Regions from separate parts of the Pan troglodytes genome. Here region 1 is linked to region 2. The links are chromatin contacts, called in public Hi-C maps. All regions are on one chromosome and are shown on one strand. The core of a region is the stretch at or near the end of the contact, and the rest is flanking DNA. Distances in the headings are between cores, read along the strand shown.

Region 1 (5,825 bases), core at 2,541-5,040, 270 kb after region 2:
GATTACAGGTGTAAGCCACCACCCTGGCCTGTTTTGTTTTTGTTTTTGAGACGGAGTCTCGCACTGTCACCCAGGCTGAAGTGCAATGGTGGGACCTCGGCTCACTGCAACCTCCGCCTCCCGGGTTCACACAATTCCCCTGCCTCAGCCTCCCAAGTAGCTGGGATTACAGGCGCACACCACCATACCTGCTAATTTTTTGTATTTTTAGTAGAGACGGGGTTTCACTATGTTGGCCAGACTGGTCTCGAACTCCTGACTTTATGATCTGCCCGCCTCAGCCTCCCAAAGTGCTGGGATTACAGGCGTGAGCCACCATGCCCAGGCTTTTTTTTTTTTTAATAGAGAAGAGATGTCACTATATCACCCAGGCTGGTCTTGAACTCCTGGGCTCAAGCAATCTTCCCACCTTGGCTTCCCAAAGTGCTGGGATTACAGGCTGTGAGCCACAGCACCTGGCCATAATTTTTTTTTCAGTTTTGTAGAGATGGAGCCTTGCTGCGTCGCAAGGCTGGTCTCAAACTCCAGGTCCCAAGCGATCCTCCTACTTCAGCCTCCCAAAGTGCTGAGATGACAGGCATGTGTCACTGTGCCTGGTGAGTCTTCCATTTTTTACTTTATTTTATTGAGATGGAGTCTCGCTCTGTTGCCTAGGCTGGAGTGCAGTGGCATGATTTCAGCTCACTGCAAGTTCCACCTCCTGGATTCAAGCGATTCTCCTGCCTCAGCCTCCCAAGTAGCTGGGATTACAGGCATGCATCACCACACCCGGCTGATTTTTGTATTTTTAGTAGAGACAGGGTTTCACCATGTTGGCCAGGCTGGTCTCAAACTCCTGACCTCAGGTAATCCACCCAAACTGCTGGGATTACAGGCGTGAGCCACCGCGCCTGGCCAAGTCTTCCATTTTAAATGTGAGAACATTGAAGTCCACCTAAAGTTACATGGTATCTCATCAACAAGAGGACAGTAGCTGCCATCAGAGGCTGACATGGCCATGCAGCCAAGTAGACATGTTTTTCTAATTGACTGGGAGGCAGAGAGTGGCACTCTGGAAGGAGAACCCTGGGCATGTCAGACAGACCTGGGTTCTGATCCCAGCTCTCCTGGTTGAAGAACTGCCATAGTTCAAGTGGAAAAAAAAAAAAAAAAAAAGGTGCCGCAGTCCAGAAAGAAGTTTGTTTTAGGAGATAGTCTTCTAGGCTGAGCAGACTAGAACTGTTAAGAGCTCCCTGAGGCCAGAAACTTATCTTACCTTTATATCCCTGGTGGCTAGTGCAGTTCCAAGGACATAGTTGGTACGCAATAGGAGCGCTTGAATAGGAGATTTGGAAGAAAGGAGGCAGGGGAGGGAACTCAAGAGAGTTTAGAATCAAGAATCCAAGGAGGAGACAGCCTAGAAAGAGTGGGTCCAAGACAGAGACTTCAGGCATGTGGCCCTGGTTCCCTTACTCCAAGCCATTGGGAAATCCTCCAGAGGAACATGGTGCTGTGGCTTTAACTGACTTCAGCATTGTCAATGAATCTGCTCTGCTAAAAGAGTTATGCTCTTGCTCCTGTGCTTGGCCTCCCCCTCCTCTCAGCTCCCCAAACCCTTCTCGGCCGCTGTGATGGGATAATTAGATGCGAGAGCTCAGCACAGATGATGCTCCAGTTGCTTAGCAACTAATGGTTTCCATGGAGACCGCAAAGCACAGCCTCCAGAGCAGCCAGTGAGCAGCTCGGCAGGGCAGGGAGAAGACGCAACTCCCCGCTCCTCCAGAAACCTGGGGAGGGCTGGGGTGGGGAAGGTGGTGGGGGGATTGGAGGGAGAAGGGAGAGCTTAAAGGCACAGGGCCCTCTTATCCCTTTAAAATCTGATCAGAGATCTGCCCTCCCCTACTCCACTCTGTCCCACTCATAATTTTAGATGGGGATGGGGGCTTAAGAGTGGACCCAACTCAACCCACCCTGCAATAAACCCAACCTCTTCTTTCTGCTTCTGGGTTGTGAATGAGCAGAAAGACCTCCCAAGTTCAAGTGTAAACAACTTACTGGTGGGTGACAGGTTTTGAGGAGTACCAGGAAGATCCCCTCACCCTGGCATTCCATCATTTAATCTGTCCCCTCTCTCCCAAGTTGTCCTTAATGTGCAAGAGATCCTCTTTCCGTTTGTGCAGTGGTGGTGGAATCAAAAGCCAAGGTGCAGGAAAAACAGAACCAAATTCTTCACCCAAAAGCAGCCTGTTCGGGCAGATTGGGAAGGAACACCTGCCCTGATCCCTGATGTCCGTGGAAGAGGATCCAGCTGGGGGTGGGGATGCTGTTTACCAATACAGAGCAGCTGGCAACTCCAGGTGTGGGCCTTTCAGACCGGCATCATCGGTGTTACGGGGAAGTCACTAGAAATGCAGAATTGATTGGGCACGGTGGCTCACACCTGTAATCCCAACACTCTGGGAGGCCAAGGCGGGTGGATCACTTGTGGTCAGGAGTTTGAGACCAGCCTGGCCAACATGGTGAAACCTCATCTCTACTAAAAATACAAAAATTAGCTGGGAGTGGTGGCACATGCCTATAATCCCAGTTACTCAGGAGGCTGAGGCAGGAGAATCGTTTGAACCTGGGAGGCAGAGGTTGCAGTGAGCCGAGATCACGCCACTGCACTCCAGCCTGGGTGACACAGCGAGACTCTGTCTCAAAAAAAAAAAAAAATGCAGAATTTCAGACTTCACCCCAGACCCACTGCATGACTGCATGAGAAGCTGCATCTTAACAAGATCCCTGGTAATTCATACGCATATTAAATTTGGAGATGCACTGGCGTAAGACCCTCCTACTCTCTGCTTAGGCCCATGAGTTCTTCCTTTACTGTCATTCTCCACTCACCCCAAACTTTGAGCCTACCCTTCCCACCTTGGCGGTAAGGACACAACCTCCCTCACATTCCTACCAGGACCCTAAGCTTCCCTGGGACTGAGGAAGATAGAATAGTTCGTGGAGCAAACAGATATACAGCAACAGTCTCTGTACAGCTCTCAGGCTTCTGGAAGTTCTACAGCCTCTCCCGACAAAGTATTCCACTTTCCACAAGTAACTCTATGTGTCTGAGTCTCAGTTTCCACTTCTCTCTCTCTCTCTCTTTCTCAATTTTCTGAGACAGAGTTTCACTCAGCTGCCCAGGCTGGAGTGCAGTGGCACAATCTCGGCTCACTGCAACCTCCACCTCCTGGGTTCAAGTGTTTCTCCTGTCTCAGCCTCCTGAGTAGCTGGGATTACAGGTGTGCACCACCACACCCAGCTAATTTCTTGTATTTTTAGAAGAGATGGGGTTTCACCATGCTGTCCAAGCTGGTCTCGAACTCCTGACCTCAGGTGATCCAACTGCCTCAGCCTCCCAAAGTGCTGGGATTACAGGCATGAGCCACCACGCCCGGCTGATCTCTTTTCTATTTTAATAGAGATCAGTCTCTCTGTGTTGCCTAGGCTGGTCTTGAACTCCTGGCCTCGAGTGATCCTCCCACCTTGGCCTCCCAAAGTGTTGAGATTACAGGCATGAGCCACTGTGCCTGGCCTCAGTTCTATTACAAAAGGAAGCCAGTACCATCTACCACCCAGGATGGCTGTAGGGCTACAATGGAGCACACAGAACCCCTGCCCAGGGCCCAGAAGAAGTCCTGACTCCTCTCCTCTCCCTCTGCTCAGAACTCCTCTGCTTCTTTCTGATGTAGCCCAGGGCTGGAGGAGGCAGTCAGGGAAGTTCTGTCTCTTTTTCATGTTATCTTACGAGGTCTCTTTTCTTCATTCTCAGTTCAACAAATGGTTGCTGCCCAAGGCTGACTGTGCCCACCCCCAACCCCTGCTGGCCAGGGTCAATGTCTGTCTCTCTGGTCTCTCCAGAAGTCTTCCATGGCCACCTTCATCCCCACCCTCCAGAGGAATCTGAAACCACATGTGCTCCCTGGCCCCCACAGCCCCTGCCTCTCCCAGAGCAGCAGTACCTAAGCCTCAGTGCACTCCAAGAATTGAAACCCTCGGTCTGCTGCCCCTCCCCACCAGAATGTTTCTCTCCCATTCTTACCCACTCAAGGCCCTTTCAGTAGCCCCTTGGAGTGTTCTCTTCCTACATATCAGGGCAACTTCCAAACTCATCACCCTTCTGAGGGGTGGGGGAAAGACCCCCACCACATCGGGGGAGCAGTCCTCCAAGGACTGGCCAGTCTCCAGATGCCCGTGCACACAGGAACACTGCCTTATGCACAGGAGTCCCAGAAGAAGGGGTGATTTCTTTCCCCACCTTAGTTACACCATCAAGACCCAGCCAGGGCATCCTCCCTCCTGGCCTGAGGGCCAGCTCCCCATCCTGAAAAACCTGTCTGCTCTCCCCACCCCTTTGAGGCTATAGGGCCCAAGGGGCAGGTTGGACTGGATTCCCCTCCAGCCCCTCCCACCCCCAGGACAAAATCAGCCACCCCAGGGGCAGGGCCTCACTCGCCTCAGGAACCCCAGCCTGCCAGCACCTATTCCACCTCCCAGCCCAGCATGGCACCCCTGCTGCCCATCCGGACCTTGCCCTTGATCCTGATTCTGCTGGCTGTGCTGTCCCCAGGGGCTGCAGGTCTCTTCCATCTCTGGCAGGGGTGGGAAGGGGGCTGGGGGCCTGGACAGGGAGCACTGTACCTTCCAGGGCTCTCAAAGAGAGGTCTGGACAGTTGGGAGTCAGGGCTGGTGATGGCAGTGACTGGGTATCAGACACTGGGCTCAGGGCACACTCCTGATCCTCCTCCAGACCTAGGAGGCAGAGAGGTGTGGGCAAGGATCCGAGGCTGCAGGGAGGGGTGAGGTTGGGCGCTGCCCGACTCCTGGCATCCAGGATCTGGCTCTGGGGACCGCTTGGTGGAGGGTGCAGCTTCTGCAGCCCAAGCCTGCCACCTGGTGGTCATACCGGCACAGGCCTGGCTGTTCTGCCCAGGGTTCACAGAGTGGAAAGGGAGATGGCTCCAATGGGACCGGGCCAGATCTGTTGGCCAGGAGGGGTCAGTCCCCATCAGAGCTCCCTCCTGCCTCCCATCAGACTTCAACATCTCAAGCCTCTCTGGTCTGCTGTCCCCGGCGCTAACGGAGAGCCTGCTGGTTGCCTTGCCCCCCTGTCACCTCACAGGAGGCAATGCCACACTGATGGTCCGGAGAGCCAATGACAGCAAAGGTCTGCTACCTTCTCCCAAGGCATTCCTCTAGTCCCCAAAGACCCCTTCCTGCGACACCCTCTGCACCCCTTTCCCCATTCATGCCTTCCTGTCCACCCGTCTCCTGGGGTACCCACACTCTAAAAGCTGCCCCTTCTCCTTGGGGCCTCCAGAAACTTGACCCAGTCTTCTCCTCCCCCAACTTCTGCCCAGTGGTGACGTCCAGCTTTGTGGTGCCTCCGTGCCGTGGGCGCAGGGAACTGGTGAGTGTGGTGGACAGTGGTGCTGGCTTCACAGTCACTCGGCTCAGTGCATACCAGGTGACAAACCTCGTGCCAGGAACCAAATTCTAGTAGGTACTGGGTCCAGCCTGAGGCACCTAGGGAAGGGGGTGCAGGAAGAGAGAGAAGCTAGTGTGGGGGAGATCTGGTGGGCATGAGGAGAGGGTGAGGGCACAGCAAAAGGGGGTGAAAGCTGGGCCTCTTGGAGGAGTGCACATAGGGGAGACACAGCTGTGAGGGTAGGTGGCCCAGGCTGGAGCCCCTCTTCCTGTAAGTCCCAGATACTCACTGAGGGTTCTCTACTCTCTCCCAAACCACAAAAGCATTTCCTACCTAGTGAAGAAGGGGACAGCCACTGAGTCCAGCAGAGAGATCCCAA
Region 2 (6,572 bases), core at 1,474-3,973:
TGGCCTGTGACCAGCCCTGAGAGATGAGATTTAAATTACCGAAATATGCTGCCTGGTAAGTCTTTGTTTTTCTGGGGCCTTGGGCCATGCCAGATATTTGATGCTGATAATGTGATTTGTGGCAGGGGCCTTTGGCCACCCAGTATCAGTTTGAACTCTGGAGAGTGAGTAACTGAGGTCAGCCACACAGGTAGTCCACGCTTTCATCACTGACCTCCAATAAAAACACTGGACACCAAGACTCAGGTGAACTTTTGTGACTGGCAATACTTCACGTGTGCTGTCACATGTTATTGCTGGAAAAATCAAGTGCTGTCCATATAAATCCACTGAGAGAGGAAAAACTGGAAGATTGAGATTATTTTCTCCTGGACTTGGCCCTAGAATATTTAACCTTTGATGGCTTTAACATGGTATCTTTTCACTGTAAGAAACCATAATCAAGGCTGGGCACGGTGGTTCATGCCTGTAATCCCGGCACTTTGGGAGGCCGAGGCAGGCGGATCACAAGGACAAGAGATTGAGACCATTCTTGCCAACACGGCAACACCTCCGTCTCTGCTAAAAATACAAAAATTAGCTGGGCGTGGTGGCGGGTGCCTGTAGTCCCAGCTACTGGGGAGGCTGAGGCAGGAGAATCACTTGAACCCAGAAGATGGAGGTTGCGGCAAGCCGAGATTGCACCACTGCACTCCAACCTGGCGACAGAACGAGACTCCGTCTCGAGAAAAGAAAAAAAAAAAAACGAAACCATAATCATGGTATAACCATTTGGAAGTGTTAGTGAATCACTGGCCTGAGGTTGGTCTTAGGGAACACCAATAAAGTCATCTTCCCCTACATTTGGCAAACAGCCTAATGCTTGACAAAGCACTGGACCACCCAGACTCTCTGAAGTCCTCATTACAATTGCTCAGGACAAAACCTATTAATTATCCCAGGTACACTTTTCCCCTTTATACTCCACAATTGTCATGGGCAAGCACTGTCAACTCTCCCTGTAACACACACCCCCTATTGAACCCCTTGTATCTGTCTCTAGTCTAACCACTGGAGCCCAAGCCCAAACCTTGTTGCCTGGAGCCCCGCTCTCCCTGGACCTGTTCCCACTCTGCCCCAATCACACAGGCCTTCTTCCCAATCCCTGAACAGCGCCTCCGGGCCTCTGCACGGCCCTTTCTGTGCCTGGACTGTCCTCTCCCAGATCAGCTCAGCAATGGTTCCTGCCACAATTCTGCTCACACATCACCTCCTCAGAGACACCGTCCCTCCCCATCCTCTCTAACACACCCTCTGCTCACCCACACCAGCGGGTCCTAACTTCTCTCTACTTCAAACTGTGCTTCTGTTACTGTTTTGCTTCTATTATTATTATTATTTGGGACAGAGTTTTGCTCTTGTTGCCCCAACTGGAGTGCAATGGCGTGATCTTGGCTCACTGCAACCTCCACCTCCCGAGTTCAAGCGACTCTCCTGCCTCAATCTCCTGAGTAGCTGGGATTACAGGCGTGCGCCACCATGCCCGGCTAATTTTGTATTTTTCATAGAGATGGGGTTTCACCATGTTGGCCAGGCTGGTCTCGAACTCCTGACCTCAGATGATAGCTCCCACCTTGGCCTCCTAAAGTGCTGGGATTACAGGTGTGAGCCACCGTGCCCAGCTGTTTTTCTTCTATTATTATTGTTCTTGCAGGAGCTGGTAAAGTGGCTTATGTGGCCACAGCTCCATAAATCCATGTGGAACGAAGGGTGGACATTGCCTGAGTCCAGGAGACAGGACAGGGTCACTCATCTCTGTCCCTGGTGATGGAAACTCAGGCTCAGGAAAGAGACTTGACCTGCCCTGGGTCACAGAGAGAGTATTAGGGTCAGGGCTCGAGCCCGGGTGCTGTGGTCAGGCCCTTAGGCCGCCCCTCACACCCAGACTAGGAAGCTGGAGCAGAAAGTTTGCTAGAACAATCCTCAGAAGAGGCCTGCACAGTTCAAGGGGCAGCTTGGAGGAGGAGAGGAAGGGAGGGCGGGCTCTGGCCAGCAGGCTCTTGGACCTCAGGCCAGGCTCTGACAGCTGCATCTGGTATCAGGACTGCAGGTCCTGGCAGGGGGCAGTGGCTCACGCTTGTATTCCCAGCACAGTCGCCAAGCCTAATGTCCCTTCCAAAGGTAGAAAATGTTGGTAAAAATCAATGACAGGCTGGGCGTGGTGGTGCATGCCTGTGATCCCAGCTACTCAGGAGGCTGAGGCACAAGAGTCTCTTGAACCCGGGAGGTCTAGGCTGCAGTGAGTGGAGATGGTGCCACTGTACTCCACCTGGACGACCGAGCAAGACTCTTAACAACAACAAAAAAAAAAACAGACTGCAGGTGCAGTGCCCAGCACAGAGCCTGCTACATAGGAATTCTCATTTTCTTCTCTTCCCTACTCTTTCCTTCCTTTATAATCTCTTCCTTTCCCTCTGAAGTACCAACCCCAGAGCTTGAGATCTCATCCCAGCCTCCCTCTTATTGCCATCCTCCCCTGCTGCCTTCCCCACACCCCTACCTCTCACAGGGTGGGGGTAGGGCCTCCTGGGACCCCGGTCCCAGCCCCAGCAGCAGTAGCAGGCACAGTTCCCAGGTCCTCCCTGGCATGGTGGCTGTGACTGTGACTGAATGAGCAAGCCCAGGCACCTTCGGCTTGCTGGGCACAGCCTGGCTCACCTGCCTGTCCAAGTCGGCCAAAGTCCAGCCTTTGAGGCGTGGCCACCTGAGGGGATGTGTGCTTGGTCTGTGTGTGGCCCGCTTGCCCCTCCTGCTCTCAGGGCACAGTGGCCACCTCCCCTGCTTCTACTTTGCCTCTTCTATTTCACAATCTCAGCTGGTGCCGATGGCTCAGGCCCTTCCCTCAGAGCATGGGGGTGGGGGTGGGGAGTGGGCACCCAAAGGCCAGGGACACAGTCGAGGCCACATACCTGTAACCTGGATGCCAGGTTCCTTGGGTGGCCCCAAGACCACCAACCTCAGAGAGTTACCATTTCCCTTAACATTTCAGATGGAATGGCTCAAGATCCTGTCCCTGGTGTGGTGTGAAATTCAGGGACTCTCACTGTTATCTGCAAGAGATACAGTGGAAGCACAGGACAGTAGAACCATTCTGTCTGGGGAGGACTAAGGGAGACCCACAATAGTGTGTCATTTGTAATGAGTCTTTTTTTTTTTTTTTTTTTGAGACTGAGTTTCACTCTGTTGCTAGGCTGGAGTGCAGTGGCGTGATCTCAGCTCACTGCCACCTCCCCCTCCCGGGTTCAAGCAATTCTCCTCCCTCAGCATCCTGAATAGCTGGGACTACAGGTGCCCGCCACCACGCCCAGCTAGTTTTTGTATTTTTAGTAGAGACGGGGTTTCACTGTGTTGGCCAGGATGGTCTCAATCTCTTGACCTCATGATCCGCTCGCCTTGGCCTCCCAAAGTGCTGGGATTACAGGCATGAGCCACTGCGCCAGTCCTAATGAGTCTTGATGATTGCATAGGAGTTTGCCAAGGGAATGGGCTGGAGACCACTACAATGTATACAGAGCATGTGAAGAGAAGAGCAAACCCCTCAGCCTAGCTGCAGAGAACTTGGTGTTCATGCAGGGAAGGGTTTTGAGATAGGCTGGAGGAACATGTTGGCACCAGTCTGGAAATGGTCTTTGCCAAGCCAAGGAATGTAATTCCTTGTAATTCCCCAAAGTGGAACCAGCAGAGAAGTTTGTGAGCTTAAGAAGCAGATTCAGGCTGGGTGCAGTGGCTCATGCCTGTAATCCCACCACTTTGGGAAGCCGAGGCGGGTGGATCACCTGAGGTCAGGAGTTCAAGACCAGCCTGGCCAACATGGTGAAACCCTGTCTCTACAAAAATACAAAAATTAGCTGGGCATGATGGCGGGTGCCTGTAATCCCAGCTCCTCAGGAGGCTGAGGTGGGAGAATCGCTTGAACTCGGGAGACAGAGGTTGTAGTGAGCCGAGATCATGCCACTGCACTCCAGCCTGGGCGACAGAGTAAGACTCTGTCTCAAAAAAAAAAAAAGCAGATTCGGTTACTTTAGGAGGCTCATCCCCTCAACATATGGAAGGTGAGCTGAAGGGACAGGGGACAGGGGGTGGGCAAGGCACATGGAGTTTAATGATAGGCATGACCTCTCCTGAAGGACTTAGGTTTGCAGTTAAGGATGTCAGTTGTGGCACCTGAGCAGTGTTTACTGCTATTAAAAAGAAAAACCTTAGACAAATTAAATGTAACCATTTATTCAAGCAAAGAAATGACTCATGAATCAGGCACCACTCTGAACTAGTAAAGGTTCAGATAGCTCCACCCAGTAATGTGGGCAGCTGGCATTGTTTTTTTTGTTTGCTTTGTTTTTTGAGACAGGGTCTCGCTCTGTTGCCCAGGCTGGAGTGCAGTGGCTCCATCACAGCTCACTGCAGCCTTGATCTCTCAGGTTTAAGGGAATCTCCCACCTCAGCCTCCTGAGCAGCTGGGACCACAGGCACATGCCACCATGCCCAACTAATTTTTAAATTAAAAAAATATATATATATTTTTTAGAGATTGGGTCTCCCTGTGTTGTCCAGGCTGGTGTGGAACTCCTGAGCTCAAGCAATCCTCCTGCCTCATCCTCCCAATGTATTGGGATTACAGGTGTGAGCCACCATGCCTGGTCAACAATTTTTAAGTGTACAATTCAATTTCCTTTTATTACATTCACAATGCTGTGCAACCACCCTTGCATTCTTTGGATAAATCTCACTTGGTCATGATGTCTAATCCTTTTAATAAACTGTTGGTTTTGGCTTGCGAGTATTTTTTTGAGGAATTTTGCATCAATATGTACAGAGCATATTTGACTGTAATTTTCTTTCCTTGTTTTTTTTTGGACACAGTCTTGCTGCATCACCCAGGCTGGAATACAGTGGCATGAACACAGCTCACCACAACCTCGACTTCCTGGGGCTCAAGTGATCATCTGGCCTCAACCTTCTGAGTAGCCAGGACTACAGGTGCATGCCACCACGCCTGGGTAATTTTTAAATTTTTTTGTAGAGACTACATCTGACTGTGTCGCCCAGGCTGGTCTTGAACTCCTGGCCTCAAGTGATCCTCCCGCCTTGGCCTCCCAAAGTGTTTCTCCCCAAGTGTGAGCCACCATGCCCAGCCCTCTTGTGATGTCTTTATCTGGTTTTAATATCAGGGTAATGTTAGCCTCATAGCATGAGTTAGGAAATATGCCCCTCTTCTATTTGTGGAAGTGTTTGAGAAGGATTGTTAATTCTTTAAATGTTTGGTAGAATTTACCAATGAAGCCATCTGGTCCTGGACCATATTAGGCAGAAACAATACATATATGGGGGATGAGGGTAGAGAGAGAGAGTTTGAGAGGTAGCTGGCAAGTCCAAAATCTCTAGGGTAGGCTGGCAGGCTGGAGAAACAGGGAAGAAGCTGCAGTTCAAGTCTGAAGGCAGCACGCTGAGAGAATTCCTTCTTCTTCTGGGGAGGTCAGTCTTTTTCAAATTAAAGTCTTCAACTGATTGGATAAGGCCCATCCAAGTTAGGAAGGGTAACCTGCTTTACTCAAAGTCTACAAATTTAAATGTTATTTTCATCTAAAAAATATCTTCACAGAAACATCTAGAATAATGCTTGACCAACTATCTGGATACCTTTGCCTAGCCATGTTGACACATAAAATTAAACATTTTTTTTTTTTTTGAGATGGAGTCTCGCTGTGTTGCCCAGGCTGGAGTGCAGTGGCACGATCTTGGCTCACTGCAACCTCTGCCTCCTAGGTTTAAGCGATTCTCCTGCCTCAGCCTCGTGAGTAGCTGGGATTACAGGCGCCCACCACCACACCCAGCTACTTTTTGTATTTTTAGTAGAGATGGGTTTTCACCATGTTAGCCAGGCTGGTCTCGAACTCCTGGCCTCAGGTGATCCACCCGCCTTGGCCTCCCAAAGTGCTAGGATTACAGGCGTGAGCCACCGCGCCCGGCCTAAACATCTTTTTTTATTGCAAGGTTTTTTACTGCCATCTCTTTACTTGTCACGCCTATTGAGACTTTTTACTTCTTGCATCAGTTTAGATAATTTCTGTTTCTAGGAATTTTTTTGTTTCATCTAGGTTATCTAATTTGTTGGCATATACTTGTTTATAGTATTCTATTTTCAATTTTGTAAGGTTGATAGTAGTGCCTCTGCACTCATTCTGATTTTATGTGTGTCTTCTCTGTCAATTTTGTTGATCTTTTCATAGGACCAACTTTTGGTCACTCAGCTCACTGCAACCTCTGCCTCCTGAGTAGCTGGGCTTACTTATTAGTAAGGGCTTACTTACTTATTAGCCTGCCATCACACCAGGCTAATTTTTTGTATTTTAGTAGAGACGAGGTTTCATCATGTTACCCAGGGTGGTCTTGAACTCCTGAGCTCAGGCAATCCACCCACCTTGGCCTCCCAAAGTGCTAGGATTACAGGCATGAGCCAACGTGCCCAGCCAATGTTCTTTAAAAAAACACATGACTCTACAGTGATTGTACTAACTTATATTCTCACCAACAGT

Evidence for each region. A called contact is a pair of places that touch in the nucleus more often than the background predicts.
Region 1: a contact with region 2 is called in a Hi-C map of induced pluripotent stem cells, with 3 times the contacts expected there. The contact joins the promoter of UPK2 here to the promoter of TREH in region 2. A contact is called at or near these places in 5 of 7 Hi-C or Micro-C datasets (blood, induced pluripotent stem cells, a lymphoblastoid cell line and 1 more) and 1 of 1 other capture datasets (stem cell-derived neural stem cells).

What each region holds. Positions count from the first base shown.
Region 1 is chr9:120,895,383-120,901,207 of NHGRI_mPanTro3-v2.0_pri, forward strand. UPK2 (uroplakin 2) reads left to right here and starts at 3,791. Exons shown (of 5, transcript XM_016922108.3): 1 at 3,791-4,597; 2 at 5,054-5,185; 3 at 5,379-5,517; 4 at 5,770-5,825. The coding sequence starts at 4,522.
Region 2 is chr9:120,621,515-120,628,086 of NHGRI_mPanTro3-v2.0_pri, forward strand. TREH (trehalase) reads right to left here and starts at 2,724. Exons shown (of 14, transcript XM_054662761.2): 1 at 2,540-2,724. The coding sequence starts at 2,628.